4 separate regions of the Mus musculus genome follow, and regions 2, 3 and 4 are each linked to region 1. A link is a contact called in public Hi-C, HiChIP or PLAC-seq and promoter capture Hi-C data. All regions are on one chromosome and are shown on one strand. Each heading gives the region's core, a stretch centred on a gene start, on an enhancer-like site or on the middle of the called end of the contact. The rest is flanking DNA. Distances are from core to core; before and after follow the strand shown. Region 1 holds the start of Sstr2 (somatostatin receptor 2). Region 2 overlaps Slc39a11 (solute carrier family 39 (metal ion transporter), member 11). Region 3 overlaps Slc39a11 (solute carrier family 39 (metal ion transporter), member 11). Region 4 overlaps Slc39a11 (solute carrier family 39 (metal ion transporter), member 11).

Region 1 (7,837 bases), core at 2,945-5,444:
ATTTTTCAATTGAAAAGCAAGTTTTTTTTTTTTTTTTTTTTTTTTTTCTGTCTAGCTGCCAGCCCACCTGTCAGCCTGAAGACTTTTTGAGGTCTTTTTTTCAATGGTGGGGGAAGGGTTTGAGTTAAACCATCATCCTAGATGACACACATGTGGCAGACGGCTATGGCTTCAAACACATAGACTTTGACCCCTAAGGAATTGACCGATCCAGACTGGAAAAAGGCAGATCTTGGAGGGTTTCAGCCCCTGTCCCTGGAGGAGTCTGACACCAGCATTTGGGGACCCCAAGAACAACTCTATGCTGGCTTGATGTCTGCCACCATCAGAGATACCCCCGCCCCCGTGGTGGGAAAACTCAAGAAGTTAAAGGGAGAACAAACTTTGGCTCCAGAGTTGAGCCCCACGTGACCCCATGCCCAGCCCTTAACTGCTGTAACTCTCCTTTGTCAACACAGGGGTGTCATGAAGGTTAAACAAGAGAAAGTGTGTGCAAATCCTAGCATTGTGCAGGCTTATAATCAGAGCCTCATAAACGTTACCTCCCCCCGTCTACTGTCTCATTATCTCTAATTTATTGAAGCCTGCCTACACAGTGAATCAAGTTATAGTCTTCAATATTAAAAGTAAGAGTCTGGCTTTTTTTTTTTTTTTAATGATGCTTTAGGCCCTCTCCTCTTCCTCCCTCTTCTCTTCCCCCTCTTTCTCTTCTCCTCCTCCTGGTTCTGATTTTGTAACATCAATGTTCTCCATTCTCCACTCCATCTCTGCTTGGGAAGGCTCTCTCCTAAAGACCTTTTGCCTGCAGTTCTCTGACTTAGGACAAAAAAAAAAAACCCAGGGAACTAGGGGAGGGATGTAGGCTTTTCATGAATGTCAAAGATGCTTTTATTTATTTATTTATTTATTTATTTATCTATCAAGAATTAAAGTGTTTCTTGGGCTGGAGAGATGGTTAAGAGCTCTGACTACTCTTTTAGAGGTCCTGAGTTCAATTCCCAGCAACCACATGGTGGCTCACAACCATTTGTAATGGGATCCGGTGCCTCTTCTGGTGTGTATGAAGAGAACAATGGTGTACTCACATACACGAAATAAATAAATAAATAAATAAATAAATAAATAAATAAATAAATAAATAAAATAAAAAACCGGATGGAGTCTAGTCACACCCATTGTCCCCATTGTCCCCAGGAGGTGAGGATTCCGTCCTCCCTCAGTGGAAACTGAGGCTTAGAGAGTTAAAGTGCTTGGTGGAGTGAGCACTTGGACGAGAACCAGCTGGCCCCAAGTCTTCTGTGATTTTCACCATGTCCCAGCTGATGCTCAGTGGGTCGAAGCTGGTGGCTGGTACCTTAGGCCTTAGTTGGAAGCCACTGGCTCAAGTGACCTCCATGCTGAGAAAATAATGAGAATTCTGTTGGCTTGGCTTAAGATGTGAAGCACCAGGTCAACCCACAATTAAGCTATCTATCACAGTTATAAAATGTGTGTGTGTGTGTGTGTGTGTGTGTGTGTGTGTCACTGTCTGTGCTGGGCACCTCCAGCAGCTAATACTTCAATGGGGGGGGGGAAGGGCACCAAGTCACATAACATGTGAATTGCGTGGAAATGAGCCTATGAATAAAGGATGTGAGCGTCAGGACACAGCCCTTCCCAGGGGGCTTCTCAGGAAGTTAGGGGCTGGGTCTTGGGTGTAGGAAGAGTTAGGTAAGCGTTTGGGACAGGAGGTCCAGCCAGGGAGAGAAGAACTGGTCAAGGGCCGAAGTGTCCAGCATCTCTAGTTCACGTGCCTGAGCACGTTTCATTGAAGCAGAGGGCTTCTCCAAGTGATTGCCTAACACTGGTCGAGGCTGCAGGGATGTTAAAGATGTAGCAAGCAACAGGCAGGTGCGATTGATTCGTGCCCACCTCTGTCTCTGATTCGTTCTCACGGCCAAGTGATGGCCTGGCTTTTCTTTCTGCAGTAATTTCCCCAGCACATGCTTGGTCAGTGAGGTCTAGGATTTTCGCATTTGCATTTTGGGGACCCATGGCATTGTGTCTACATTGGGTAAGCAAGCAGAAGCAGGCAGCCATTACAACCAGAAGCCATAAAGAAACTCCTTTTAGTATCCCCAGATTAACTTGGGTTATTTCCCCTGTCTTCCCCCCACCCCCTTCTTTCTCATCTTGTCAGTGACTTAATTCTATAGACCCAGAATCCTATTCAGGCTCCCTACAGTGAGACCTCACAGTAACCAGGAGCTCATGCCATCTATGGACAGTGATAGGGTACTTCAATGTCTGACTAGGACTGAAGACCTCCCCTGGGCTGTAGAATCCCTGTCTAAAGCCAAAAGGAGGAGTGGGGGAGGGGGAGGAGGAGGAAGAGGAGGGGAAAGAGGAAGACAGAGGTGGGACAAGGCCGGATGTGTTTCTTCAGCCCTCACTGTGCAGAACCAGAATGAATGGCGGGGGGTCTAGGGGTGTGTGTGGAGGGGGTGTCACCTTTCTCTGAAATGAGCTGAGACACATCTCCACTTTGGGGAGGGAAGTCTGGGAAGGTGGGTGGAGGTCATATGCTGGGAACCCCATGTCTGAGGAAGACACGAGCTTAGAACCTAGGCGCCCTATGTAACAAGCCCAAGACCTCCAAGTGGCGTCTTTTCCTTTTCCAATCATCTCACTGCAAGTGAATTGCAAATGCCACCGGGCGATACTTGTTGAATTGTGCTTAAATTAAATGCCCTGGGAAGTCAGGCTCTCTGCTTTGCTGCTAAATACTGGCCTGTAGCTTGGTGGGTGGCGTCCCCTGGCTCCGATGGAAAGAAGGGTTTCCACTCAGGAACCCCCTCTTTCCCTCCCACAGACTGCTCCACAACTAGAGGAGGGACAGGTGGGTTTAGTTTCTTTCCAGCATCTTTCTGTTGTGAGCCCTCAAGACCTCCCCATCTCCAAGCCTACCAGACACCTACACACACACACACACACACACACACACACACACACACACACACCCCTCCAAGAATCTGAGGTTGGAACTTGCAGCAGCCCTGTGTAGCCCACCACGATGCTAGAGTGCCCCTCGCCATTGGGGCGAAGGTAGATAAGCGAGGCTCAGGACGATGGAGTTAGTGTGAGGAAAATATTTAGGGTCATAACTCGCTGACTCTGGAAACAACGTGTTCCCTAAGGGATCTTTACCGTTTCTAGGCAGACTGAGGGAGAGTGGATTGCGGTGCCTGCAATGTCCAGCTTCGAAACGCAGAGGGGACTGAGGTGCCAGGGGCAGCTAGGAGCGCTGACAGTCGCTTGGGGACCTGACCATTCAGTAGCTGGTTCTCTCCAATCTAGACAGATTCTCTGCCTGAGGGCGGCGGGTGGGGGGGGGGGGGAGGGAGGGGGACCTGACCGCAGACGAATTTGGGCTGCCTCCCCATCAGGGCGATAAAGAGCCCTGAAGAATCTGCTTTCCTTCTTTTTCGGTGACGTCCCCATCACTGTCCCTCCCTAACTTAGGTCTCAGACTGTGGACCCTGTGGTGGCACTTGGCATGTCCCTTCTCCTTTAGCTGGTGTCTCTTTCCTCGGACCAGGGCTGTTTCGCAGGTGGCTAGGAAACAAGTTGTCCCCATCGGACACGCAGGGCACACGCCACGGTACTTGGGCATTTTCTTTGAGAACAAATCCGTCCCAGAACACACTACCTTTCCACCCCAGACACCACGATATGCATCTTTCATCCACCTGTCACCTCCAAAGGCACAAAAACAGAGAATTTGCGCGCCGGGACCAACGTGCAGGTCGCCGGGATCGGCGGTCTATCCCCAGAACAGATGCATGCAGGTGCCCAAAGTGTGCTTGTCCCTCCCTCCATCTCACGGTGACACACGCGTATGCACACTGGCACCCCTCACCTTGGTTTTCCTCGAGCACTCGCTTCCCTGTGTTCTCTAGCACCCAGAAGCTGTTCTTTTACCCAGCTGGGCGTCCAGGAGCACAGCAGGCTTAGCGGGTGTTTGGCGCTCAGCAGTGGCTCCCGGGGCTCCCAGCTTCCTTGGCTGGCTCGTGCTGGCCCTTCTGGCGTCTGAGAGAGCTTGCCCGGGCCCCGAGAGAGCTAGCTTGGCCTGTAGATCATTGACGCCCAGCCGCGGACTGGTGCTCCAGGCGCCGGTGGCCTCGCGAGCGCGCCGGTGGCTGCGCCGCTAGCAGTGGCCCGGGCGGGTGGCAGCCCCTGGGCACACTTCCCCACGCCCCCGCCCGTGACGTCACGGCAGCTTGGCTCCGCCTGCCGGGTCCTGTTGGACCCGGTGAGCAGAGTGGAGAAAACCTGCGGGTGGCCCAGGATAAGACAGCAGACCTTGATGCTGTTGGATGGTGAAGCGATGTCAGTGTCTCCACGACTCCTCCCTATGAGGGCGCGCGTGGCTTTCTTTCCGATTTCAGTGACTCGGTCTGGTTTTACCCAACAAATTCCAGGCAGCTGGTGCGGCGACTTGGGTGACCTAGACTAGCTCCGGGACCTTTAAGACGTGTTCTCAAGTTTGCAAAGCCGTGCCTACCACGGTCCAGTCCCGGGAACAGGGCACAGGTTGCAGAGTCAGGCTAAGGGCAGAGGAAAAAGGGGTGACAGCAGCAAGCGTGTCTCCCGTGCAGGCGCCTGCAGGTGTGCAAGCGCGGGGCACCTGGCTTCAGTTCCTGCAGCCAGCAGGCTCCGCGGGCTCCACCGCTCTCCCAACTGGAGGCCCCGGGCCATGCAGTCTCTTCTAGCTTTAATTTAGCCCGTCAGTCACTGCTTGCTGGTCTGACCCAGCCCCAGCCCAACCGTTCCGCCTACGCGCGCTGTGGCGCTCTGCGGGAGCAAGGAGGGACTCACAAGAAGTGGGAGATGTGTCGCATCAAGTTGCAGCTATTTATTTTTTGACTGTGATGATTCAGCCGATGTTCCAATAGTTTAATAAGTCATAATCAATCCTGTAGCCTCCCTTCCTTCACCTCTTAACACTCCCCCAGAGAGAGAGAGAGAGAGAGAGAGAGAGAGAGAGGAGAGAGAGAGGAGAGAGAGGGGAGAGAGAGGAGAGAGAGAGGGGCAGAGACAGACAGACAGACAGAGACAGTGAGTGCACCCTGGTGGTTTCTAGAACATGAAAAATCAGAAAACAAACCCCCCCCCCCCCGATTAGCTTTCTCTGTGGGTCCTGATGCAGCCATCCTGTTTTTGATCTGCTTGCGGGTTCATCGGGGAAAAGCATAAATCCAGGAGTTGTGTATGTGCGGTGAGTTTTGACAGGGAGCCAGGCAGCAGGTAAAAGCAGCCCGGAATTCTTGTAAGTCAGAGTGTCGCTCACTGGCACCATCTCTACGAGATGTGTGGGCTCTGTGGACTTGATGGAGATTGAAGCAGTGGTTGTCGGGTCCTAGTGTTGTGTGGGTTGGCTTGTCTTTAGGTTTTTTTATGGGCGGGGTTGAAGGGTTGAATAGTGCAGCTCTCAGAACGAGGGGAGTGGCCCTGGGGGAAAGAAGGGGCCCTGAGTGAGCTCAGGCCTCCTCCTCCCTGAGACACAGTTGTTACAATGCCTATTGCCCCCTCTAGTTAAAAACCCTTCCGGGAACAGAGAAGGATGAAGAGCCAGGAAGTGTCCATTCTGAGCTCGGCTCTCTTCGAGTGTCATGAGACCTTGTAAAAGTTCGTCACCTGTTGCTGCAGTTTGTGTATTGTCTAGCAAAATAGCTCATTCAAAAACAGGAACCCCTGGTTCTCAGTAGTTCCTTCTCTCATACACAAGGTGACCCCCAGGGGGCAGTGTACAGGTTTTTTTGGTTTCTGTACTTTTGGTTCCATATCAACACCACCAGCAAAAAAGCAGGCTGTCCTTATCAGCTAAATAATCCTTTCCCAAACAACGTGGGGATCATTTCTGTATGCTCTTAACATGCTGAGCACACACAATAAAATCCACCCTCCGTGCACTTGGGAAGTCTTCCCTCAGCTCTCTCAGAGTCAGGTCTGCCAGGCTCAGCCCCAATGGATAGATGAAACCAGGGCATGCCTATCTCTTTTGCAGCTGGGCCCCGTGAGATCTGAACACTTTGACCTTGAGAGCAGAAAAGGTCATCTAGAACAATTATTGATTTTGTCCGGTCCGGTTGTGTGCCTCTCTCCCCTCCCCCGACCTGTGAATGCCTCCACAGAGCTCTGAGATCACCTTTGGCTTCGCTGCACCGCCCCTCCAGCCTCCAGGTTTGAGTTCCCAATCCTGGTTTGACAATACCCTGCCCTTTTGACACCCACCCAGCAATCTGCCGCAGGCCTGTCCTTCCTCAACAGCTCCTTTAGTAACTATGTAACGAGACCTTGAACCAGAAAAATACACGGGTTGCAAAAGAGATAACCTCCTCACTGGCTTGCTTGGTATCTTTTTTTTTTTTTTAAAGATTTTTTATTTATTTTTATGTATGTGAGTACACTGTAGCTCTCTTCGGACACACCAGAAGAGGGCATCCAATCCCATTACAGATGGTTGTGAGCTGCTTGTTTGCTGCGAATTGAATTCAGGATCTCTGGAAGAGCAGTCAGTGCTCTTAACCACTGAGCCATCTCTCCAGCCCCTTGCTTGGTATCTTTAAGCCAATGAAACAAACACCTCTTCATTTTTGCACTTACCAGAGGGACGCTAGGTGGCAGGAAATGAAGAACGGTAATGGCCTGGGAGTTCAGCAGACAACGGACCGGGAACTCTCAAGTAGGTCATTCTGTCTGGTCGCTTAGAGGCTTTATCAACTAAATGGAGAGCAATTGTTCCTCTGCTGTCCATTTGGTGGAAGCAAATGTTGCAGTTTAGCTTATGGTGGAAGCAGTTTAGCTTAGAGGAACGTGTGAGGCATAGGAGAACTGGATTGATTGGTGGTGTTGAATGGCAGGCCAGGCATCTGGCACAGGGTCTGTCATCTGCACATGTGACATTTCTATGGATGGAGAAAGAGCAAGGCCCCTTAAGCTGCAGCATGTTAAATGTGGGGTGCTTTGGAACTCACTGTGTAGTTCAGGCTGGCCTCAAACATGTGACGATCCTTGACTGCCTCTGCCTCTGCCTCCTGCCTCTGCCTCTGCCTCTGCCTCTGCCTCTGCCTCTGCCTCTGCCTCTGCCTCTGCCTCTGCCTCTGCCTCTGCCTCTGCCTCTGCCTCTGCCTCTGCCTCTGCCTCTGCCTCTGCCTCTGCCTCTGCCTCTGCCTCTGCCTCTGCCTCAAGAGCTGGGACTGCAGGTCTGTGAGGCCACACCTGGACTTGATGTTTTGTTTGGAAACTATGGCATGTGATTACCATGAATTTTTAAGGACATGCCCATTGGCCTAGAGGGCTTGAGGTCTCTTTAGATTCAGCAGGGGTGACAGGAGCCCCTTTCTTCCCTTCTCTCTCCCTGCTTATGGAACCTCCTTGGAAACTGCTCCTCAGAATCCCTTCTCTCTCTCCTCTTCCTACTTCCTTCTCCATCTTGCTGGAAGTGCATTAAGAATGCTGGTCCCAAGAGGGACCTCGGAGCCTCTGATCAAGAAAGCCAATGCCACGTAGTTGTGTAAGTGAGAAAACCAGACTCAGAGATGCCAAGTGACTTGCCCAAGATCATTCAGCCAGGGACTAGAAAGGCAGGAGTCGAGTTGGCTGACAGTGTCAGGCTATGAAACCCTGGATGAGGGGAGGGAGTCCTTCCCCACTACCAGCCTGAGCATCTCTCTTCCCCTCGTCTGTCATGCCTGTTAACATAACAAGGTTCCTCATCACTCATCCTGGAACAAGTCCTCGGTGAGAGTTGGCAAAGAGCAAGCTGTCTCCAAGGACATTCCCTGGTCCTTACTGG
Region 2 (7,837 bases), core at 1,954-4,453, 350 kb after region 1:
ATGGGTCTGTCTCTGTATCCCCGTATGTGTCTGAGTCCCTCTGTGTGTCCCAGTGTGTATTTGTGTCCAATGGAGCAGCCCTACTGTCTGCCTAGGAAATATTAGCACCTTCCTTCTTGTGCAGTCACGCCTGCCAGGAGGGCCTCTCCAAGCCTGGCATCCACTCCTGTCTCCAACAATACTTCGTACTTCCCCTGGGCCCTTCGTTCAGCCTCTCTCGGCTTCTCCTCATTCTGCCAGGCTCCTGCAAAGCACAGCTTCCTCATTCAGAGGGGTGGAAACAGGCCCAAGCAGGCCCAGGGCAGATCTGTGGCATAAAAGCACACTTGTCTTCCTTCAAGTTCACAGTTAATCAACCCAGACACTTGACAGTCACCTCAAGTAGCCTCCAAAGTCCAATGGCTTCTTTTCTATTTATGCTCCGCTTGGATTGTTCTACTGGAGTTAACCGTCCTGGGTATCATCTGTGGGAAGCCGGGCACACTAGGGTTCGAGTCCTGGCTCTCTGGGAGGTGTATGATCTTGGAGGCATTACTTAGTCTCCCAGAGCTTCCATTTCTGCTGGCTTAAATGGGAGTAATTACACTCACTTAGCTGAGATGCTGCAGGTACCACAGGGTGTGCAGCTCAGACTTGGCGTGCTTCTGAGAGACAATTGCCACTGTTTAATTAGCCTCACCATCGTTAACATGGTGCACCTCCCATTCATCCCTCCTCCTCACGGGACTGTTGGCCCCCCAGGCTCCGAACCTCTGGATTCCCATGATGCCTTGCAGCCCGGCACTGACAGGGCTCTCCACTTCTGAGGTGGGGTGAGGGGACCTGAGTTTTGCTCCCATCGATTTTCAGTAATGTGTTTCTTTCCAAGACTCCTGCTGAGGAAAGGGGTTTCCATGCCTCACTCGTCTGGCAAACAGACATTCTATAAACCCCCAGAGAGCCAGTTTCAGCCTCTGGTGGGCTTGTCAGTCTGACCAGCAGCAACAGGGATAGATTCTTTTGTTTTTGTTTGTTTGTTTTGTCTTATTTTATAAAGTTAACATTTATTTGTATTTCTGTACATTTGGTTCCATGGGTCTTTTGACTGTATGCATGTCTGTGTACTACATGTGTGCTTGGTTTCAAAGGAGGGCCAAAGCCAGCATCAGCTCCTCTAGAATGGAGTTAGAGATGGCTCTGAGCTGCTAGGTGGGTGCTGGGAACTGAAGACGAGTCCTTGGGAAGAACAGCCAGTGCTCTTAACCGTAAGTCACCAGTCCAGTCCCTTGTCATGTCATCTTTTCATGCCAGACTTTGATTCGGTGTTTATTTTTTCATCTTCTGAAGATGAAAGGTTTCTTCCCTACCTGACCTCCGTGTGGTACTTAACAGAGCACCCGCGTGCCGGCTGTCCTCTTGGTTCTCAGCGCTGTCTGTCTATACAGTTCCCCTCTGGCAACCTGCCTTCTCTTCATCTGTGCCATGTTTATCTTGACCGCCATCTGTTTACACGTGGTCCCCTGCGTGTTCTGTGTAGACAGCACTGTGAAGGACTTCAGACATGTTTAAGATCTTTCCCCCTTGAGTAAGTCATCTAGGAGTCTGAATAGGTGTGCGGGATAGGTTCTTGACCAAGAAAGATAAGCACACTTTTCTTCTAATGGCAGGGGCAGATGGACCACTGTGGGCCTCAGTGTGTTCTTGATACATGGACACTCTAACGTAAATCTCTCTGCTGCGAGTTCAGCCCACTTCCTAGAGGAACTTACACTTAGAAATATATCCATAAGTAGGGGTTACATACAAATCTGGATGCTTTGTGCTCGTTGGGTTATCCTGTGCTCTGAAATCATTTCCTAATCCAAGCCAGTCACTTCCCTTTGCGTGTTTCTAAGAATAATCCTCTCAGGACTCAGGACCCAAGGGATGAAGTTCAAAGTCACCTCCATCCCTAGATTCTGGCCTTGCCCACGTGTGTCAGCCTTTGTTGCTTGCCCCTCTGAGTGGAAAGTTAATTTTCCCTAACGGTCAGTCTAAACCACCGTCACCCTTCCAAGTCTTCAGATCTTAGGTCCAGTGTCATCTCTTCTAAAAGTCTGCCTACTTCCTTCTTCTCTAGATATTTCCTTGAATTTGACAAACCCACATTTAGCATCCTATGTGTTAGTACCATTTGGTTACGGCTTAGCGTGTGGAGGGGAATATCACTCAGCCCTTGTTTTCACTTGCATGACATCTGTGTGGCTCTAGCTCCATGCAAATCTGGGTCCCATCTTTAATCCCCCTAGAGTCACTTGAAGCCAGCTTGGTTCCCAGAACATGGGAAGCACTAGATAAGTCGTCAAAGACTAAACGGGAAGATTATAGCTTTCTCAGCATCATTTGTATCCCACACTTGGCCCATCCTGAGTTGGTTGAGGTGGGACTGTAGGCAGCTAACAAGCCACACAGGCCATGGCTCCGTGTAGCCTTAGAACCCCTGAGGCAAGGTCGTGTACACAGATAGCAATCCAAGTCATTGGGGACCCAGCCTGAGCATCCACAATCTGCAGAAGCAAAATGCTTTCTCTCCCGTCTGCCTGAGGAAGCTGGCCCCTACTGTCCCAAACTCTGATGACACCAGAGTCCCTTTCTGCCAAAAGTACAGAAGAATGCCAGTCAAGGTCACATTTGTCACCTGGAGCAAGAGGGCTACTCACCAGAGTCACTCAGAGGTGGATGATGGTACCAGTGATTTAAAAAGAAAGAAAAGAAAAAGAAAAGAGAAAAAGAAAAAAAAATCTGCCTAGCTGGCCTTTCTGTTTAAGTAAAGAGTTAGGGGACAAAGTTTCAAATCTCTTGACCTAGGAAGTCTCTTTCCATTGTTGACAGCAGCCTTCTAGAGTTCAGAGTTATCCAAGATCAATGTCAGCACTGGTTGGGCAGACTTGCCTGCCATTGGGAGAGTGGCTTTGTCAGCTTCCCATCTTGAAGACAAAGGTCTTCTGCCCTGGCTTGTTGGCCCATTAGCATTTGCTTCTCACTTTTATGAAGTGTTAGTTAGCTCGTAAATTGTCTGCCTGTCCCACTGGGCACTGCCTACAGGCCATGAGCTAGGCCCCATGCCTCTGACTCCTCCATGGCCCTACTGGACACCCGCCTGACCTCAGGCTAACATCAGGCATATGGAGCCCTGATGCTTGTTGTACCTGGACTGGGTTGGAGAACCCAGCTCTGACTCATGAGTTAATCGAGCCAGCCCAGCAAACTCACATTGGGAGACAGGGTAGGTCACCGCAAGCTGTTAGCAGACTTAGAGAAATAGCCTCAGCATTCTCTGGGGACCCAGGAAGAACAGGAAGCCTGTGCTGTGAGTGAGTCATGGTACTTGCGTATCCTCCAGAGCAAACCTCATACTCAGAAGGTTTCTCCTGACGCTCATATGAAGACAAGTTAGCAGGTTCTCAAGGGTGAGGGCTCCCTATATCTGCACTGATAGGATGGGACCGGCTTGCGGCTTCTACTTTGTCTTGCCCGGTGGATTCTATTAGGATTCTATTACTCTCTTTGTTCATGAATTTTATGGGTTTTGTTTTAGAGAAGAGAGTGTTCTCAGACCGGAGCTATTCTGATTAAACTCTGATGATTTAAACTTCGACCCAAGACTGTCTCTTACTAAGAGAAACAGTTATGTAAATAATAAGGCTAACAATAGTGAACAGGCTTCCCCAGAGGATATCGACTCCTGGTTGGACGGAAGATCAGGATGGGTAGTGACCACAGTCCCAGGCAGTGTTTAGATACAAAGGCTTCTCAGATATGGTAGAGAGGTTTGGCCAAGAGAGCCTGGAAGAACTCTAAAGATTCATGAGCTTCGTGCGGTGCGGTTCTTCTGAGAGTGAGTTCAGCTTCCCCTGGACTAGCTGGCTGATCGGCAGGAAGGTGCTTCCTTACCTCTGGTGCGCGCATGCCTGTCACTGTCACCTTCCCCTAGTCACTCTCAGCTGGACTCGCCCCCCCACCACTGCCTCCTTCCAACCTTGATCCACACCAAGCATTTCAGACGCCTACAAGCACATTCCTAACCTCTTGATCCCCTTAATTAAATGGCACTCCTCGGGTCCTGAGACAAACACGCAATCTCTTAAAATGCTACTCTGCCATTTCCCTCCTCGGAATAGACTGGGCATGATTGGAAACAGGGGACCAAACGGAGATGCATTCACGACTGCTTGTGTAGCACTTTGATAGCAGCCAGAAGGCAAAAACAACACAGATGTCCCATCGATGGAGGGATGGATAACACTGCTTACACAGGCAGTGGCATATTGCTTATAAAAAGGCAGGAAGTGGTGAAGCAGCATCCGGGTGGGTGAAGCTATTATGGTCCACGGAAGATGCTTAGGACCGCGTATGGTTTCTATTCAGAGTGGGCGAATAGGCAGAACAAAAAGCAGTGGTGGGTTTTAGGGGCTACGAGGAACAGAATATGGAGGGTAACCAGCGAGCACCTAAATGGGGTAGAGATGAGAATGCTCTAGAACTATTACTAGGCATTTCCGGAACTGCTGGTGATGGCTTCACAACACTGTGAGTGTATTTAAGTGCTACTGAAGTGTGTTTTTTGGTAGCCAAACGAGGTGGCTTACACATGCAGTCATAGCACTCTGGTGGCTGAGGCAGGATGTATGTCATGACTTCAAAGCCTGCTTGGGCTACACAATAAATTCCAAGTCAGTCTGGTCCACAAATATATGAGTCCTTATTTCAAGAAATCAATTCCAAGCCAGGCGGTGGTGGCGAACGCCTTTAATCCCAGCACTTGGGAGGCAGAGGCAGGGGGATTTCTGAGTTCAAGGCCAGCCTGATCTACAGAGTGAGTTCCTGGACAGCCAGAGCTATACAGAGAAGCCCTGTCTCAAACAAACAAAAAAAAAAACAAATAAAAAAAATCCCCCCAAAAACCAAAAACAACAACAAAAAAAGAAATCAATTTCAAAGTTAATTTTAAAAACTATTTATATTGCTGGTAAGATGCTTGCCCACAAGCATGGGGACCTGAGTTCAGAACCCACCCCTAAAAGCTAGGTGTGGTGGAATAGGTTTGTAACTCCAGTGCTGGCAAGCAAGACAGAAGGATCCTGGGAGTCCAGTCCAAAGAAAACTCCAATTCCGCAAACTCCAAGCGGCAGTTCATATTTCCAGGAATGAGTTTAACGTGGACCATAGGAGGATGTCGGGTGGTTAGAAACGAGCCAGCATCCCTCAGGAACTTGTGAGACTGATTCTCCTCTACCCAAAGGAGCCCTTTGCCTCAAGTCTGGCAGAAAGGACAGATGGCTTCCTGTGATGCCTCCTAGCACATCAAAGTGCAGGCTGGTATCACAAGCTCCGTTCCACAGTTCCAAGTGTGCGCTAGCATCCTAGCCCTCTCAACGCCTCCCTTCCCCAAAGCCCCTCCCCACAGCTGCTCACTGCTCTTCTAACCCTGCTCTTCCATCTGCTCTCTCTTCCTGCTCAGCTCCTGCATCTCCTGTGATTTCTCTGTTCTCTATCCCCTGCTAATCTCCTCTCTCTGTTCCTGTCTCTCTGTGTCTGTCTGTCTGTCTGTCTGTCTGTCTGTCTGTCTGTCTGTCTGGAGATATTCCTGGCTGTGTTTTGTCTACTTCCTTCTCTCTTCTGATGCCTCTGGCTGTTCTCTCTCTCTCTCTCTCTCTCTCTCTCACACGCACGCGCGCACACACACACACACACACACACACACACACACACACACACACTTACAATGAAAGTCTTCCCCTTTACCATATCGAGGAATGGTCATGTCGTCACTTTTTACACTGAGCAAGTCTGTGGCATGGGGGCAGTGGTGGTGGTGTGCCGGCACCGTCTTCCCGTTGGCATCATGTTAGAGATATGTACATTGTTCATGACAGAGCATGTGCAAGAGGGCTGAGGAGAAGCCTAAGACTACTTTTATATCGTTCTAAGGGTATCTCAGCAAAATGCTGATAGGTTATTTTTCCATTGCCGGAAAATTAGCCAATTCAAGCCAGACTAGATTATGCCAAAGGCAGGGTTATTGGGAAGTTGTTCCTAGGCTGGTTCACTGGCCCCAAGGATTGAGGCCAGGAGAGTCGCCATGGGGAGAGGTGGGGGGGAGAAAAAGATAGGGCACTCAGAGGAGGAGGAAGAAGAGGGGGGAGGAGGAGGAAGGAGAGGGGGGAGGAGGAAGAAGAAGAGGGGGGAGGAGGAGGAAGAAGAGGGGGGAGGAGGAGGAGGAGGAGGAGGAGGAGGAGGAGGAGGAGGAGGAGGAGGAGAGCAAAATGTCTGGATTATACAGGGAAGAGCAGCCATCCCTGGGCTGGAAAGTTCAAGGTTGGGGGCAGGGTATGCCAGGTAGGGACTGAGGGATGCTGGGAGAACCTGGAGACCAGGTCTAGCTTGATATGTAAAATGTCCACCTCAGTCCCTTGCCTGGGTGTAAAACTAAACAAAGGGGTTTTTTTTTTTTAAATTGAATACCAGGAATTTAGTAGGCATTTCCAAATATTTGGTGGATGACTAAGTTTGTGAATTATTGTCTTAGACGTCTCTAAGTAAAACAACCAGTAACGTGGGCGAGAGAGGAAGTAGTGAAGATATTTTCACTCAGTGATCCCAGCACAGTTATCCTGGTGGGCTAGCTGCTTTTCTCTTGTTTGCTGTAACAGAATGCCATAAATGCAATTTTGGGGGGTTTTCTTTGCTCCTGAATAACTCCAGGGTGTTTCTATGCCCAATCTAGGCTATTTTAGCTCCTGAATAAATGACACAGAGACCCTGTATATTTATTAACAAGCTGCAAGCCCTAAGCAGGGCAGATTCTGAGCTAATCTAACTTGGCTGCACTGCTAATACACAGCTACGTGGTCCTTTACCTACATCCGAGTCTCTCCCTGGCTCGCTCTGGTCCACGTGTGTCCTCATGGCTGCTCTCTCATCGTGACCTCATGCCGAATCCTCCTGGTTCATCCACACGGTCTCGCCACACTTTCTCTCTTCCCATGACCCTTATTTTTTTCCTTGGGACCCCCCAGACTGGGATCAGAAGTCCTGCCCTATTTTCTTCTCTTTCCCTGCTATTAGCTGATCAGCACTTTACTAACCAATCAGAGGTGAAGGAAAACAATCTTTATACAACGTTGATACAATATCAGGCTCGGCCTCCTGAGTGCTGAGACGTAAGACATGTTCCACCTGCTCTACATGACCACCTCCCCATCACCCCACCATACCCCACCACTATGACCGTCACCACCACGTGACCACTGTGTGACCACCATGTGTTCACCACGATGCCCCACTCTAGGATTTTTCTGTATGAGGCGATTGCTGCAAATGCCCCAACCATTTGACACAGCTCTCCTTAGGTCTCAGCCATGAGTTCAAGTACCCTGAGTGCCAAGTCCCCACATGGGGGACCAGGCAGCTGATGGTGTGTTTGCCAGACACAGGTCCCGTTATTTCTCTTTCCATGTCCCTTCATAGCCATGCCATGCGGCTCTTCTGTCTCTGTGCCCACAGTTCCCAATATAAACAATTTAAAGGGAGGGGGGACTTATTTTGGTCTCCAGTGTCAGGGAGTTCAGTTTCCTGGCTCTATTGACTGGGACAAAATATCCCAGGGGGCAGGCGCTTGGGCAGGCGAGGCCCTCTATCTTACCGGTGACAAGAAGTAGAGAAAGAAAAAGCGAAGGGCCAGAGACAGGGTAACACCAAGGACCTGCCACCGTTGACTTTCTGCCTTCAGCTAGGTCTCACCCTTTAAAATTTCCAGAACTTTCTAAATTAGTGCAACCAATGGGAGATTAAGCAGTCAACACATAAGGCTGTAGGG
Region 3 (7,837 bases), core at 3,588-6,087, 290 kb after region 1:
CACTAGCACGTTGTGTCTAATGCTGCTAACGGCATCCCTCCAGCTCCCGTGTAGGCTCAGGCTAAAAGTAGAGATGGCTCAAGGTTAAAGCCCTTGCCGTGCACACTTGAGGCCCAGAGTTCAGATCCAGAATCTAAGTAAGTGCTGAGTGGGTGTGTGTGTCCCTCCTGTCATGAAAGTGCTGAGTGGGTGTGTGTGTCCCTCCTGTCATGTAAGTGCTGAGTGGGTGTGTGTGTCCCTCCTGTAAACTCCAGCCTCAGAAAATGAAGGCAGGCCTCCTAAAGCCTAACTGTAGGAAACAGGTGTTTAAAACATGAGTCTGCGGGAGACATTTCAGAGTCAAACCATAACTAACACATACACACACACACACACACACACACACACACACACACACACGAACAGTTGTGTTTGCATATGTGTATGTGTCCCCGTGTGAAGGCCAGAGGTCAACCTTGCATGTCATTCCTCCAGAGCCATCTACCTTGCTTTGTAAGACAAGGGTTCCTTACTGTGACCTAGAATTTCACAATTCTTCCCAGTTGGCTGGCCACAGACCTCCCCCGAGGCATCCTCCTGTCTCTACCTCTTCATCCTTGGAGTTACAGGTATGCACTGCTAACTAGGGGTTTCCTTGACTCGGGTCCTGGAGAATCCACACTCAGGTCCCCAAGCTTGTGTGGCAGGCAGGCAGGCAGGCAGGCACTGTACTGACTGGGCCATCTCCCCAGCACATAAATTCTGCCTTCATTCTGGGGGCCCAAGCTGGTCCATCCTCTGCCCCAGAACGTAAGTTATTTATTCAGCTCATCTAGGTGAACCTAAGGGTGGGTTCACCCTTTGAACTCAGCCTGGGAACAGAGAGGCAGTGGGTAAGAGGTCTGTGGCCTCCAGGGGAGACATCAGAGAAGCTGGTGCCCTACGGTACTCAAGACTTGACCCATACAAGAGCTCTTTGGCTCTCAATTCTATTTACTCTCAGCTGCTGTCGAGTTACCAGGAATTCAGTCATCTCCTTCCTCATACTTCATTAGGTTAGGGAAGCCGTGACGAGGAAAGGGTCTCCGGGACATGAGCCTCTTGATAACACGGAGAGAGGAAAACAGATGCCCAGATGCTAATGAGGCGCGTGGGAAATCAACCCGCAGACGCCACCTCTGCTTGCAGACCAGCTGGGGATGGCGCTAACAAGGACCTGACATCCTCTCCTGCTCCTCGATGACCTAGGCCACCACCCTTTTTGTGTAGTCACCCACTAATGAATGTTTCCAAGACAATTCTGAGTCATCGGTACAGAAATTAAATAGGATTATGGATGCAGGAAAATGAATATATAACCCTTGGGAATGACTTCTATCAGTATAGGGGGATACTGCCATGGAGTGACAAGGCCTGTGGCTGTAGGAAAAAACAGACTAATTGGACTGCCCAGCTCCTCTGTGGCTATGAGTCAACCCAGCAAGGCTGTTCACACTGTCAGGGTATAGAGGTCAGGCCCCAGGTCCACAGGAAAGCAGGGAATGGGGGTGGGATGGGGGTGGCAGTGGGGGTGGCTGATGACTGCTTCTCCAGCAGAGCTTAGCCTCTATGGTGTCCCCCTGCTGTGGAGCAACTGTTCTAACACTGTGTCCCTGTAGGATGAACAGCTACACAAAGCATGGTGTCTCAGAATCCTCCAAGGCCACTGTGTTTGCTCCCCGGGACTCCCACAGCAAAGGGCCACCTGCTGGGTGACTCAAAACAACAGGGACACCTTGCTAGATTCTAGAAGCCTGAGATGAAGGTGTCCACAGGGCCAGGCCCCCTCTGAAACCTCTCTGAGTTCTTGGCTGTCATCAGTCCCTGGTGTACACATGACCAACTCAGGGCACCCCCCACCTTCCCACCCACATCTTCCTCTAACCTCCCTGTGTTCCTCTGGGTTGCCACCACCTCTTGTAAGGACTCCGGCACTGTATTTAAGTAAGACCCACCTTACTCCAGCTAAGCCTCGCCTTAGTGAATTTCGTCTACGTAGATTATTTCCAGGGGCTGGAAAGAGGGTTGCAAGCCCACAGATCTGAGTTTAATCCCCTGAACCCACATTTTAAAAGCTGGGCATGTGACGAGGATGTGGAGAAAGAGGAACACTCCTCCACTGCTGGTGGGATTGCAGGCTTGTACAACCACTCTGGAAGTCAGTCTGGAGGTTCCTCAGAAAATTGGACATAATACTACTGGAAGATCCAGCAATACCTCTCCTGGGCATATACCCAGAAGAAGTTCCAACTGGTAATAAGAACACATGCTCCACTATGTTCATAGCAGCCTTATTTGTAATAGCCAGAAGCTGGAAAGAAGCTAGATGTCCCTCAACAGAAGAATGGATACAGAAAATGTGGTACATTTACACAATGGAGTACTACTCAGCTATTAAAAACAATGGATTTATGAAATTTTTGGACAAATGGATGTATCTGGAGGATATCATCCTTAGTGAGGTAACCCAATCACAAAAGAAGTCATTAGATATGCACTCACTAATAAGTGGATATTAGCCCAGAAATATAGAACACCCAAGATACAATTTGCAAAACATAAGAAAATCAAGAAGAGGGAAGACCAATGGGTTGATATTTCATTCCTCCTTAGAATAGGGAACAAAATACCCATGAAAGGAGTTACAGAGACAAAGTTTGGAGCTAAGACGAAAGGATGGACTATCCAGAAACTACCCCACCTGGGGATCCCTCCCATAATCAGCCACCAAACCCAGGCACTATTGCATATGCCAGCAAGATTTTGCTGAAGGGACCCTGTTATAGCTGTCTCGTATGCGGCTATGCCAGTGCCTGGCAAATACAGAAGTGGATGCTCATAGTCATCTATAGGATCAAACACCGGGCCCCCAATGGAGAAGCTAGAGAAAGCACCCAAGGATCTGAAGGGGTCTTCAACCCCATATGTGTGGAACAACAATATGAACTAACTAGTACCCCCCAGAGCTCCTGTCTCTAGCTGCATATGTAGCAGAAGATGGCCTAGTCGGCCATTACTGGAAAGAGAGGCCCCTTGGTATTGCAAACTTTATATGCCCCAGTACAGGGGAATGCCAGGGCCAAGAAGCGGGAGTGGGTGGGTAGGGGAGCAGGGCGGGGGGAGGTTATAGGGAACTTTCGGGATAGCATTTGAAATGTATATAAAGGAAATATCTAATAAAAAAAATACAAACATAGGGGGGAAAAAGCTGGGCATGGTGGCCCATACTTGTAATCCTGACTAAAGAGATAGAGACAGAGGGATTACCGGTTTGGACACAAATTGGGGGTGGGGGGGGGCTGTATTCAATCCAGGGCATTACTCCCTGATGTGATGTACAATTTTTTGAGATGGAACCTTGCAAAGTAGGCCACGCCCACCCCAGCTCCCAAGACCAGTATACCCTATAGGCCAGACAAAGCCTGAAGTGCCTTTTTTTTTTTTTAAAAAAGCTTTTATTCTTGTGCTCTAAAGCAACAGATCGCACACTCTGCCTGTGTGCACTTCAGACAATAGATCCCCCAGGACCTTGCTCATTCTCACAGTACCCAGGTCAGCCTAGAGGAGAGAGGGAAGTCTGAGGCTGGAGAGAGGCTGGAAGTTTCCAGTCTGAGAGAGCCTGTTGTGCAGCAGGAGGATCTGAGTTTATTCCCATGTTTACAGAAGAAAGAGCTTAGTGTGGTAGTGAATGTTGGCTCACAGCTCTGGGGAAGGGGGGGACAGGCCGTGGTCTGGGACTGGTTGGCTGGCAGCCTTGTCAACACCTCAAGTTTCAGAATGGTGAGAGACCCTATTATAAACAAACAGGCAAAAGAACAAACAGGAAAAAAAATAGTGATATATTATTTTAAAATATCATACAGTTAATATATTTGGAGTTCTTTGGAATTTATATTGAGAAAAACATATGTATTTTCAGTATTGCTGTAGACAAACATCTACATAAGACTGTTCAATTGATTGTTGTTTTATATCCAATAACTTTTATAATACTCATTTTTATTATTACAATATTTTATAAATTTTAAAGAATATGATAAAAAAAAGAAAGGTATTGCAGGTTTTGAAGGGGGGCTCTCCGGGAGGAGTTGGGGTACAAAAGGGAAAGAAGAATGTGATGTAAGTCTATTTACTCAAAATATGTTTTTAAATGTTAACAAATTCAGATAAATTGAAATTATGTGCCTTTTCTCATCATAATGCAGTAAAACTTAAAGAGAAAAAAAAAAAAAAGGTGGACGACTCCTGAACACTGACATCTGTGTTTGGCCTCCAGTCTGTCCCGCTCCCCCTCCATCTCTCCGTTCCCCCCACCTCTCGCACACACCACAAACTTGAAGTCGAGAGAAGCTGTGTGTCCATCAGCTGCTCAGGAAAGCCTCCACGCCCTCACCCTGAGTCCGTGCATCGAGGCTGATGGTCATCAGACAGATACCGCTCTTTAGCACAGACCTGGTGTTGCTAGGAACCACAGCTTCAGCAGTCTCCGAACACTCTGTTTCCATTGTGAGACAGAATGAGGCCATGGGTACCCGTGTTGGGGACTGACTAGGAAACTTCCTGTCCTGTGTGTAGCCACAGCTCGTCTCCCTGTCTTGCTCAGTAGATTTCCAGTGTGACTCCGAAGAGCTTACACTTGGGAACTGTAAAGCAGAGGAGAAGGAGGAGGGAATAGGAATGAACGCAGCAACCCGAGGGTCCCTCCGCGGAATCAGAGCATCTGCCGGGGTGGGCTCGCGTGGACCCCCTGAGGTAGTGCCTCCTCTCTACCATCTGGTATTTGCCCGCTCCTGTCCCGGCCAGCTGCCTGTCATCCCATCTCCCTCCAGCAGGGGGTCTGGCAAATCTGCAGGTCCCAGTTCTCACCAGATGAGGCTAAGCTAGGGACAGGGCACATGTGGCCGGCCCATGAGATCTGCCTAGAAAAAGACAGGTTCATAAATATCATGGAGGCATGTAGGAAACCCTTGGGCAGACCCAGGAGAGGAGTTGTAAGCGGCCCACAGTGACTCGGAAATATCTGTAAGATGGAAAAATCTGACTGTCACCAAGTCCTGCACAGCAGAAGAGAAAGAGCTCGGGGTCCCACTCAGATCCACCGTGGCTCTGCGATGGGTTTTATCTAGTTTTTTTTTTTTATGTTTTTTTTTAAATGAGCTTAGAAGAGAAATGCATCTCACATTCTATCTCTTCTCCCTGGCCAGTATGATGTGAGATGTTTGCCACCCTGCCATGATAGGCTGACACTTCTGAAGGCATTGGCCGGAGCAAACCTTCCCTCCTCCCTCATCACGGTGATGCACAGGTCTGACTCACGTGAGAACCAAGCAGCCTTGGCCTCCGTGCTCTCTCTGCCAGTTCTCTGCGTTTGCTAACCCCTTTAAAAGCTCTTTAGTGTTGGAACCACATGCTCTGGCTTCCAGAAAGCAGAAACACCCCCTGTTCCAGATGCCCACTGTGGTCCCAACAGCTCCCGTCACCCATCAGCTCCTCGGGGAAAGTCAATATTTGAGTCTCCAGCCCATGCCTACCTCTTCTCTTCTTCACATGCACCCCTGCTCAAAGTCAAGCTCAGGCCTTTTTCTTTTTCTCCTTTCTTTTCTTTTCTTTTCTTTTCTTTTCTTTTCTTTTCTTTTCTTTTCTTTTTTTCTTCTCTTCTCTTCTCTTTTCTTTCTTTCTTTCTTTCTTTCTTTCTTTCTTTCTTCTTCTTTTTTTTTTTTAGCCTTGCACATCGGTGAGAGTCAAATTATTCAAATGCTGTTAGTGGTTGGGGTAGTCATTCAGACTGACCTGTGCTTTTGAGTGTGCTGCAGAAGAAAAATGCACTGTGATATCCATGTGTGCATGTGTGTGTGCGTGTGTGAGTGGTGTGTGTGTGTGTGTGTGTATGTGTGTGTTAGAGAACATAAGCTGGTCTCTGTGTATGAAAGATACATTCAAAGTGGTGCACAGTTCAGGCGTGCCTCTCTCAAGGTTAATTTTAGGACAGTTCTATTACTAAGAAGCTGCTTTCGCCCAACCCTTGGAGATCCACACTCGCCGCTAATATTTCTTTCTGTTTCACGGGCTGTGGGCAGCCCGTCTGCTGTGATGCCACCAACTCACAGTAGGCAGCCCGTGCCTCATCCACGTTTGCCTTCTCCTACCATCCCTCCCTCAGCCCTGCCCCGAAGAGTGGGGAATGACCTGCTTCATCCTCCCCTTGCTTCACTAGGATCACAGACGGCATTCTCTCAAGGAGGGTCAGCCATTCTCCAATGGGGCTTTTGAACATCCATTGTATGGCTTTCCGAGCCCTGGAAACACAGAAACTTCCAAAGGTAGGGTCATGGTCACTAGCATCAAGCAATTTAGAAACAACACGTTTGTTTAACTTTTTTTATTATTATTTTGGAGTTTTCGTATACATATATAATGTGTGTTGAGCACCTTCTCCCACTTCACCCCTACCTCAGATCATTAGTCCCCTTTGTCCCCCTAGAAGGCGAGGTTTCTCCTTTCATACCATATACATACGTGATTTTACACATCCATAAAATCCAGGAACTATCCATGAGAGGTAATATACAGTATTTGTCTTTCTGAGATGAAGACAGTGTTTCACACCTCTAAGTATAAATGTTTCTGTTAATCCTGCCTCAAAAAGCAAAGCCTGGTGAAAAAGAAATGTATAATTAGGAGTTAGTGATGTCTGCTACTGAGGTAGGTCTGGAGGTTCTGGGGCCCCAAGAATCCCAGGAAGCCTGAGGGTGCTGGGGATGTACAGCCTGTGGGATAGCCGTGGGACTGTTCTGTCCTAAGGGAAAATGCATGTAACACAGAGGATGGGAGCTACAGTCTTCCCCCGGGTGGAGAACCAGGAGGGGGTCGAGGTCATTTTTACAATGGCCAAAGCTAGTTCTGCCGCCGAGTCCCCTTCAGAAAGTGGCGCACACCTCTCGGGTGTGTCAATCATACTAGTCAGCAGGAAAAGAGACCTGCTTTCTTTGTTCTAGCCACAGAAGGGCATGGTGGGGTGAATGGCAGAGAGCCCCTTCTGCTGCCTGCAGGAAGGAGTGTGTGCAATAGAGAGATCGCCCTCCTGGGAGGTCACGTGGACTGGCTCTGGGTGTCATGTCCCTTTTCACATCGTCTCCATCCCTGTCTCAGATGACTAGTTGATTGCACTTTTTAAATGAACCCTGTGTCCAGGGTTACTCCTTTTGACTGTTTGACATCTGAAAGATAAAAATCATAAAATTGCTGTCTGTAAAGAACACAGTGATTCCCACCCTCACCCCCGCTTCCTTTCTGTATTGCCGTTGGCCTCAGCCATGAGTGGTACTTGGCACAGTAGTCTTGTTTTATTAGGATCCTTGGCCAGTGTGCGCTTTATTGCCCCTTGGCATGTCTTCTCCTTGATGGCACCTGACATGCAAACAGATAAGGTCTCCTCCTGCAGACCATGGAGCCTGAGCTCAGGGCTCTTGCCTACAAGGTGGGCCTGGAGAACCGGCATGGCTCTAGCTCCCATTTCCTCTTCTGGCTCAATCTTACAGCACCTTGAATGGACTCTCTCTGTGCACCTGGGCTTCTGGCTCCTCATAGCTCCCTAAAAGGTGCGGTGGGGTACGTTTTTAAAGTACAGAGCAGACGCTGCTGTGTGCTAAGGACTGAATGATATCGCCTGTTATTTCCAACGCCATTAAGATCAATTATAGCCTAATTACCTACGTCTAATAACCCCTTATGGTTCACTCGTGCAGAACGTAGGCAAGTAGCAACCAGCCTTCCTCTAACGTGCAGGCGGCCTGCAGGTGTTCTCCCCAACACGCACGTG
Region 4 (7,837 bases), core at 3,887-6,386, 270 kb after region 1:
CTCGGGGATGCAGCGCAGGAGGCCGGAGAGATGGCTCAAGGCTTAAGAGCATGTATTCTTGCAGAGGACCTGGGTTCAACCCTCCAGCAGCTCACAATCATTCACAACTCCAGTCTGATGGGATCTGACACCCTCTTCAGACCTCCAAGGGAACCTGATATTCATATGGCACACATCCATAGATGAGCAAAACACGCATGCAATGCAATAAAATGAAGAAATCTTTAAAAAACATATAGAAGAGTACAATGTGAATTGTTAAACTCTCTGATAGCCATATATAGGAAAGATGTGGATATGCATATATATATATACACACACACACATATGTATGTGATTTATTATAAAATACTCCCTAGGGTATAAACTTTAAAAATAAAAGAGGCCAAAGGCAAATGGAATTTATTTACAAAATACACTTCATCTAATGTAGCCACACTATTACCATTTCAACTTGGACCCCATATAAAACTTGGAACGAACGAGCTTTCCGTCTCTCAGAAGAAACAAAGCTTACTCACATATCCATTTCAACATTGCAGAAAATGGCGGCAGTGACACAAACCCTTCATCCCAGCTCACAGGAGGTGGAGGCAGGTGGATCTCTGGTAGTTCAATGCTAGCCTGGTCTGCATAGCTGGTTCTAGGACATCCATAGCTACATAATGAGAGTCCCTGTCTTAAAAGAAACAAATCAACATTGTATAGAGTGGATGGATCATCATAGGAAGTCATCACGGTCAAGGCAAAAGCCTTGAGAGCAAGAATGTGTTGTTGTTATTTGTTTTCTGTTGTCTTTGAAGACGAGGCAGTTAAAAAGTCATTTTGACTGCTGGAAGTACTGCTTTTTGGAATAGAGCTATAACTTGGTGCTAGAGCTCTTGCCTGGCATGCACAAAGATTTGGTTCCATCCCCACTGTGGGAGAAACAAAACAGAGCAAATGGGAACAGGAAAGAGTCATCCCTTATCACTGGTGGCATTAGCTATGTGGGAGCATGCCTGTCACTGTAGAGGGGAGGTTAGTCATGTCTGTCCCCATAGAGGGGAGGCTAGTTATTTTTCTCCTTGCTTGTCAGAAGCAAGTTAAAGGAGGAAGGTTGATTTGGGCTGAGAACTTAAAGAATACAGCCCATCATGGTGAGGAAGGCAGGGTGGTGGGTGGGGTCACATGCACTCCACAGTCAGGAAGCAGAGGGAGGTGACGATTGGTGCCTATCCATCTTTCTCCTTTTTATTCAGTTCAGGACCCCAGCGCATGGAATAGTGCCATTGATATTCAGGGCAAGTCTTCTGTACCTATTTACATGTTTTGTGACATATGTCACAGATACGCCCAGAGGTTTGTTTCCATGGTGACTCTAAATCTCATCAAGTTGACAAGATCAACCATTACAAGGGGCTTAGAGGGGACACCATGAGCACCCTACACAAAAGGGAAGATCAAGGGCACTGTCTGGGTCCCAGATGGCTCCCTCTCGTCTCACGGCGCTGATCTGCCTCTGGGAGGTGGGGGAGTCTGTGTCAGGGTGTCCTTTTCTGACAGATCCTTCCCCATCACCTCTCTGCTGGTGATCCTCCCTGGGGAAGGCTGTGGTGGGTGGGGTCATGAGATACATATCAGACCTGATGGTCCCTAGAGAAGCCACACAGAAGACCAACCTTACAGGCCACTCCCATCACTTTGTTACAACACTATAATAGTGTCAGTGAGCAGACATTTCAGAGTCCCCCATGGGTGGTTCCCCCTAGTTCAGAGATGACCTTGGCAAGAGTGTGGCTCGCTTTACCCTAAATGGAGCTGTGGTTTTTCTTGAAGAATGGCTCGTGAAAACACTCAGCACCTTTGCTGGCTTTAGGTTCCCCAAGCAGCCACCCCCTTCACCACCCCAGGCTTCCAGTCCCCTTCCCTGTCCCGCCCTAGGAGGCTTGCTAATTTGTTCCCAAGCCACAGCAGATAACAAGTTTAATCAATTGATAACGTTCAGGGTTCATGCTCTGTAGCGTCCCAGCTGATTGCTATTCATGTGTGCTAATCTTAATGCACATTAATTATGCATTTAATAAGTCCTTGTTTCTTCTGTTTGCCTGCATTCCCTGGATGGCTTTTATGGTGTGGGCTTGAGAACAATGAGACTGCTACTTGTGTTCTACAAATAACAATTAACCGAGGGCGGATCCTCAAATGGAAATTCCATTTTCTCTTCCCATCTCAGATGAAAAACAATTGAGTAAAAATGACAAATGGACCTGATGCTTCTAGGTCTGTCCCCTGCTCTGTCATGTGTTCCCTCTTCAGGGGCCGTGACCTGCCTGCCCATGGAGTCCCCTTGTCAGCACAGATGTGTCTTAACCCGGCTTGAGTAGCTCCCGTTGCTTCGTGCTCCTCCCTTTTCTTGTAGACATGGCCTCTAGGTCTGAGATGTGAACTCAGTATTGCAGCTTGAGAGAGAAGTCTCCCTCCATAGACAGACCCAGGGTATAGAGAATCTCTAGATGAGCCTTGAGTGGAGCCTTCCAAACCCCCTCAGAGAGAGTCATGATGAACCTAAGCTCCCAGAAACACCTGGATCACCATGCCATTTTGAACCAGCTGCCCAATGGTGGCTCTCTTGTTGAGCAAATAGAGAACCCTCTGGCCTGTGTGTTTTAGATGTTGACCTGACCAATTGTGAATGCTATACTTCATTCAGTCTTCTCCCAGTCTGTGATTCTGGGAGCTGGGAGCCTTTGGGACTACCTACCCATCTGATTCCCTTTGTCCCGGGCCTATGCTGAAGCCTGTTATGTCTGGTTGTCTTCAAATGACTAGGGCTCTGTGACCTGACTCCCTCCCTCTCTGTCTTAGTCCCTTTCTCACCACCTGGGTGAAATATCAAGATAAAAGCAAAAGGGAGGAAGATTACGTTGGCTCGAAGTTTGCAGGTGCAGTCCGTCATGGTGGATGTCGGCAGGAAGTTGAGATAGTGACATCACATCTGTGTCCAGGAAGTAGAGAGCACTGAGAATCAGTTCTCTTCCGACTTTCTCCTTTTCCTGCAGTCTGGGATCCAAGCCTGTGTAATAAGGGCACCCATGTTTAGGGTGGGTCTTCCATCACCAGTTAACGCAATCCAGAAACTCAGTCACAGAGATTTACCTTCTGGATAATTCTAGAACTTGTCAAGCTGACAATCAATACTAACCATCACTCCCACCCTCTCCACTGATGACTGTATTAATGTTTACAGATGACTCTAGGTGGTGGGATCTTTGCAGCCCATTGCAATGACTCAGGCTATCCCCCACCCCCACTCCCTGCCATGCCGCCCCTTCTTATTCATGTCAGCCACACATGCACATGTTGTAAGTGAATCAGAGAGATGACTCTGTAAGTTACTCTACTCAGGAATTCCCAGACAAGGTGAGACATTTCAGTTCCTTGTTGTGACAAAGTACTTGATGAAACCGACTTCAAGAAGGAAGGATTGATTATTTTGCTCACAGTTTGAGGTTACAGCCCATGACGGTGGTGAAGGTACAGCTGTAGGGATGTGGGACAGGTGGTCACGTTGCATCCACAGTAAGGAAGCATGAAGTGATGAACACTGGTCTTCAGCGGTGCTGACTTCTTCACAGGCATGCCTAAAAGACAAGATGGTCTAAGGAGTCCCTCACTGGTGTGGAAGCCTGTTGTCTTACTCAGGGTTTCTATTCCTGCACAAACATCATGACCAAGAAGCAAGTTGGGGAGGAAAGGGTTTATTCAGCTGACACTTCCACGTTGCTGTTCATCACCAAAGGAAGTCAGGACTGGAACTCAAGCAGGTCAGGAAGCAGGAGCTGATGCAGAGGCCATGGAGGGATGTTACTTACTGGCTTGCTTCCCCTGCCTTGCTCAGCCTGTTCTCTTATAGAACCCAAGACCACCAGCCATGGGATGGCACCACCCACAAGGGGCCCTCCTCCCTTGATCACTAATTGAGAAAATGCCTTACAGCTGGATCTCATGGAGGCATTTCCTCAAGGGAGGCTCCTTTCTCTGTGATAACTCCAACTGTGTCAAGTTGACACACAAACCCAACCAGTACAGCTGTCTCCTGGTCTAGATGACGTAAAGCTAACAATCGCTACTCACTGTCATAGGGAGGGGTCCTGAATAGATCCATACAGTTGCAGGATGACTGAAAACTGTAATTGCCTGTACTCCCTGAGATTTGGGGATTTTATTTGAATGATAACAAACCAGACCATCAGAATTCTTCAATCCCAATGATGGGACAGAGTTTGGACTCAGACTCTGTAGTGTGTGTCTTCTTGAGAAATAGCCTTGTGTGGTGTGAATGGCGTGCAAGAACAGCCCTCAAGTAGAGATGGCCACGGCTGTGAAGGAAGGGGCATAATTCCAAGCTCCAGCCTGGCCCCAGCTTTGCAGATGCTGTAAGGGCAGCTATGGTCATGGGTGTGAGGTGGTTTGAAATCCTCAATAAAGGATTGAGATGGATGGTGGCTTTCTGGGTTATGAGATGCAACACCTGAACCTATCCCATGTCGGCTCCTTCTGTTTCCCAGTTCCTTCAGCCGCTCAGCTCACTCCTCTGGTCTCCATGAAGACTCAGAGCTGCCACCTCTCAAGAGTTTGCTCACTCATACCTCTTCTTTATACTCTTAGACATTCTTCGTGGCCCAGGGACGGAGCCCACAGTAAAAAAACAAACACTCAGAATCCTGTTTTCTGAGGCAAATGAGGTCTTCTTAAATATCAACACCGCAATAGAGGTGTCTTCTCTCTTCCTTTAATCAAACTCCTTTCTCCAGGTTTAGCAATCTGCTAAGTCATGGTGACAGTAACATCTTGGCTTTCCTTCTGTGCCCTGCTCTCTAGGGTCCGCCTCCACTTCTTCCCCCCCCCCCCCCCCCCCGCTTGAGGCCATGTAGGGCTTTTGCATTAGGAATGGTTGAGTCACTGTGTCCTCCAGGGAATAAGCCAAAGCATGCACATAAGGAACTTGAGGGGATAGAGTCTGGGTGCATGTGGTCTGGGGAAATACTTGGGGAGACACACCTTCCCTAGCCTCCCTGGGCTCTGCATTGTGAGGTGTGGGTCAGTGGCTCTTCCCCATCCTGCTTTGTCCTGGAGGACTGGGGCAAGTGCTGGTTTTTCACCTTCTGGTAATTCTGAAGAGTGCCCTGTTGCTTGGAGACAGGGATGGTGCCTGAAGTGAAGATAAGGTTGTCAAGGAAACCAAGCCACAAATTCCCTTGTTTGTCTTCGGGTTGCCGGACTGAAGAGTAAAGAATCTTTACTCTGACAACTGGAAGATGCCTCCCGTTCTGTGTGTGTCTAGCGGATTGATGGGTTGTTCAACACACAGCCCAGCTGGTCCCCAAGTTGACAAACACGGCATCGAGTTCTGACTCACTATTTCTGTTGGAGCGCACTTTCCAGTGTAGACAGAGTCAGGCGGCCGTTTCCATCTGGACTTTTCTCAGCCACACCATCGTACAAATGAACCTCCTTGAATCCTGACTCTGTGTGTAATCCCTCGTCTTTTTCCGCTGTTGAGATTTCCCTCTTGGTGCAGCCCTGTTGGGATCCCCCTCTTTTCTGTTTTCCACCTCCAGATGGATTTACATGCCTGGGATAGCACTCTTCACACACCTAGACGCCTGCCTCTCAGCCCTGGCATTACAGGGTTCAGAGAAAGTGTGCCCCTTCAGCTTTAAGGAGATCCTTTGTGAAGCTTCAAAAAGAAAAGAAAACAACGAACAAACAAACAAACAAACAAGCAAACGCCAAATCCTCTCATCTGCCCTAGCCTACTGTCCTAGTATACCAAACACAGTGGGGGTGACATCCAGGAGAATAAACCCCAAGTGTGTGTGCATGTGTTTGTGTGTGTGTCTGTCTTGCCTCCGTGGCTTTATATTCTTTGCTCTCTGTGGTTCACCTCTTCTTTCCCTCCCACCCAAGGGTCCCTCAGCAGTTAGCATCATGGGTTTTCTGAGCCCCCCTGTCCCTGCCCCTCACTTCTCTCCTACCTCGCAGAACATCCATCCATGAGTGACCACACAGAACACAGTCAACTTCTGCCCCTCTGACATGTCCAGGGCTGCTTTGGAGAAGTAGCAGGATTGCTCAGCCAAGTCGGGGGTAACTTGAAACACAGCATGGGAAGCACACGGCTGCTGGCCGATGTGGGGATGAGGGTGTCGGAGGAGCAGGGAGGAGAGAACTCGGGTAGGGGTGTGAGTAGTATGGGTCCTGAGGGGGTAGGACACTGAGGTACATCAGATGCCCCCAATGCAAAGGTTTCTAATTAAAAGGGAGAAAACAAAGGGGTCTCCTCTCCAGGGACCCAAGACACAGACTCTAAATACCTGGCTAAGTGTCTCTGCCAAGTTGTCCTTCAGACATGCCTTTTCTGTCCCCATCATCTGTGTCCCATTGTCCTTCAGACATGCCTTTTCTGTCCCCACCATCTGTGTCCCATTGCAGATAATGTCCTGATCTTCACTCAGGTGTTCTGGGCTAGAACACCTTACTGTTGTCATGGTGCCTCCACCATCTGTCACTACCCTCCATTTTTATCAAATACCAAGCATACTGGTCCTACTTCACCACATCCACTCTCCAGTCTCTTCTGGCCCGCTGCCTTGTCTCAATAGCCCCGCCCAAACACCCTGCACTCTGTCCCCAGACTAAATTCTTTTACATTTTTTTTTGATATTTCATTTTAATCCTATGTGTATAGGTGGTTTTGCCCTCTTGTATGTATGTACACTGTGTGCATGCAGTGCCCATAAAGGCCAGAAGAGGGCATCGGATCATCTGAAACTGGAGATGCAGATGGTTGTGAGGCACCATGTAGGTACTAGTCACAGAACCCAGGTCCAATGGGTGAGCACCGGTGATCTTAGCCACTGGGCAATCTCTCCAGTCCCCAACCTCATTTCTTAAAAGAGAAATCTTTTTTTTTTTCCTGCTGATCACCACCTCTCAGAGGAAAGAAGAAACAGTATTTCAAATTCTGACACCTCACCTCTTAGCTCCCGTGCCCTTGATCTCTTCTGGTCCGCTTGCCTGGAGACATATTATTTGAGATTTCCCCATCGGCGTAGGAAAGTCCTGATGTCTCTGTACATTCAACAACACCTGGCATTGTCTGTGTTTTCCTAGTGTGCGCGATATGCATTCAGGTAGTTTTGACTTGATTTCCGTGATAATAATAGAGAATAGTTCCTATGTTAGGTACCACAGACCCTCATGGATCTCTGCCTGAACACATGCAACCTCTCCCACAATTCCTGGGTGCACGTTACAATAGCATATAACATGTAGTCACAGATCCGCAGACTCTTGATGTGATTCCTCTTCCAGAGACTCACCCCGCCCCAGGGGAGGAGGAGAGTGACCTCTGGCTTGTTTAGAAGCAGGATCTGAATCCTTCCCTAGAGGGAGTGTGGACTGTATAGACCTGGAGAACTTGGATTCCCTTGTGCTTTTGTTTTACATGGAGAGCTCCCAGAGCATCAAATAATCCTTCCTGCACCCAACGGCTTGGCACTCTCTCCTCCTCCCTCCTTCCTTACCCAGAATCCCATGCATGCACTTCTAAGTTCAGAGATTGCCACGTTCTTCAGCCTTTCATTCATCTTCTGGGGGATGCGGGGGGCGGGGGGGGGGCACCCTTGCTTTTTCATGCGTGTTATGAAGTCCTCTGTGACAACTTCAGGAAGTCAGACTCTGGCCAATGTGGATGAAGTGGCACTTGTGTGACATTAGCCAACCTGGAGGCCCAGAATGGACAAAGTGGCACTTGTGTGACATTAGCAATCCTGGAAGTTTCTGGGCTCTC

The links. Promoter capture Hi-C pulls out the DNA fragments that hold promoters and counts their contacts. A called contact is a pair of places that touch in the nucleus more often than the background predicts. HiChIP or PLAC-seq counts read pairs in DNA pulled down with a chosen protein or histone mark.
Region 2: an H3K27ac HiChIP or PLAC-seq map of embryonic fibroblasts shows a contact between it and region 1, with 5 times the contacts expected there. The contact joins the enhancer-like site here to the promoter of Sstr2 in region 1. A contact is called at or near these places in 2 of 39 promoter capture datasets (embryonic stem cells and neutrophils), 9 of 115 datasets of contacts at active chromatin or transcription factors (the NIH/3T3 cell line, craniofacial prominence, embryonic basal ganglia and 6 more) and 1 of 9 other capture datasets (adipose tissue).
Region 3: a contact with region 1 is called in a promoter capture Hi-C map of neural stem cells. The contact joins the enhancer-like site here to the promoter of Sstr2 in region 1. A contact is called at or near these places in 9 of 39 promoter capture datasets (the C10 cell line, the HPC-7 cell line, cranial neural crest and 5 more), 1 of 15 datasets of contacts at CTCF or cohesin (the NIH/3T3 cell line), 4 of 484 Hi-C or Micro-C datasets (bone marrow-derived macrophages, cerebral cortex, cranial neural crest and 1 more), 12 of 115 datasets of contacts at active chromatin or transcription factors (T-cell acute lymphoblastic leukemia, craniofacial prominence, embryonic basal ganglia and 9 more) and 4 of 9 other capture datasets (adipose tissue, embryonic stem cells, liver and 1 more).
Region 4: a Hi-C map of cortical neurons shows a contact between it and region 1. The contact joins the enhancer-like site here to the promoter of Sstr2 in region 1. A contact is called at or near these places in 15 of 39 promoter capture datasets (the 3T3-L1 cell line, 3T3-L1-derived adipocytes, the HPC-7 cell line and 10 more), 1 of 15 datasets of contacts at CTCF or cohesin (the NIH/3T3 cell line), 4 of 484 Hi-C or Micro-C datasets (the N1E-115 cell line, cerebellar granule neurons and cortical neurons), 12 of 115 datasets of contacts at active chromatin or transcription factors (the SCID.adh cell line, T-cell acute lymphoblastic leukemia, embryonic basal ganglia and 7 more) and 3 of 9 other capture datasets (adipose tissue, embryonic stem cells and pancreatic islet).

The regions. Positions count from the first base shown.
Region 1 is chr11:113,615,684-113,623,520 of GRCm38.p6, reverse strand. It overlaps Sstr2 (somatostatin receptor 2), which reads right to left and starts at 4,194. Exons shown (of 2, transcript NM_001042606.3): 1 at 3,899-4,194. It also overlaps a transcript of Slc39a11 not described here.
Region 2 is chr11:113,264,472-113,272,308 of GRCm38.p6, reverse strand. The region is part of intron 7 of Slc39a11 (solute carrier family 39 (metal ion transporter), member 11); the gene reads left to right. Among named protein-coding and RNA genes, the nearest start is that of Gm51927, 41 kb to the left of the region's middle. Within about 2 kb of position 3,203, at least 40 of the 459 cell types and tissues checked have an H3K27ac peak or open chromatin away from gene starts, as enhancers often do. A contact at or near this core is called in the NIH/3T3 cell line and embryonic fibroblasts, where this site is marked.
Region 3 is chr11:113,323,556-113,331,392 of GRCm38.p6, reverse strand. The region is part of intron 6 of Slc39a11 (solute carrier family 39 (metal ion transporter), member 11); the gene reads left to right. Among named protein-coding and RNA genes, the nearest start is that of Gm51926, 13 kb to the left of the region's middle. Within about 2 kb of position 4,837, at least 87 of the 459 cell types and tissues checked have an H3K27ac peak or open chromatin away from gene starts, as enhancers often do. A contact at or near this core is called in cerebral cortex, craniofacial prominence, embryonic limb bud and 3 more, where this site is marked.
Region 4 is chr11:113,349,725-113,357,561 of GRCm38.p6, reverse strand. All of the region lies in intron 6 of Slc39a11 (solute carrier family 39 (metal ion transporter), member 11), which reads left to right. It overlaps Gm51926 (a long non-coding RNA gene), which reads right to left. Exons shown (of 3, transcript XR_003949793.1): 2 at 3,484-3,623; 3 at 1-3,055. Among named protein-coding and RNA genes, the nearest start is that of Gm51926, 13 kb to the right of the region's middle. Within about 2 kb of position 5,136, at least 36 of the 459 cell types and tissues checked have an H3K27ac peak or open chromatin away from gene starts, as enhancers often do. A contact at or near this core is called in the HPC-7 cell line, the N1E-115 cell line, the SCID.adh cell line and 2 more, where this site is marked.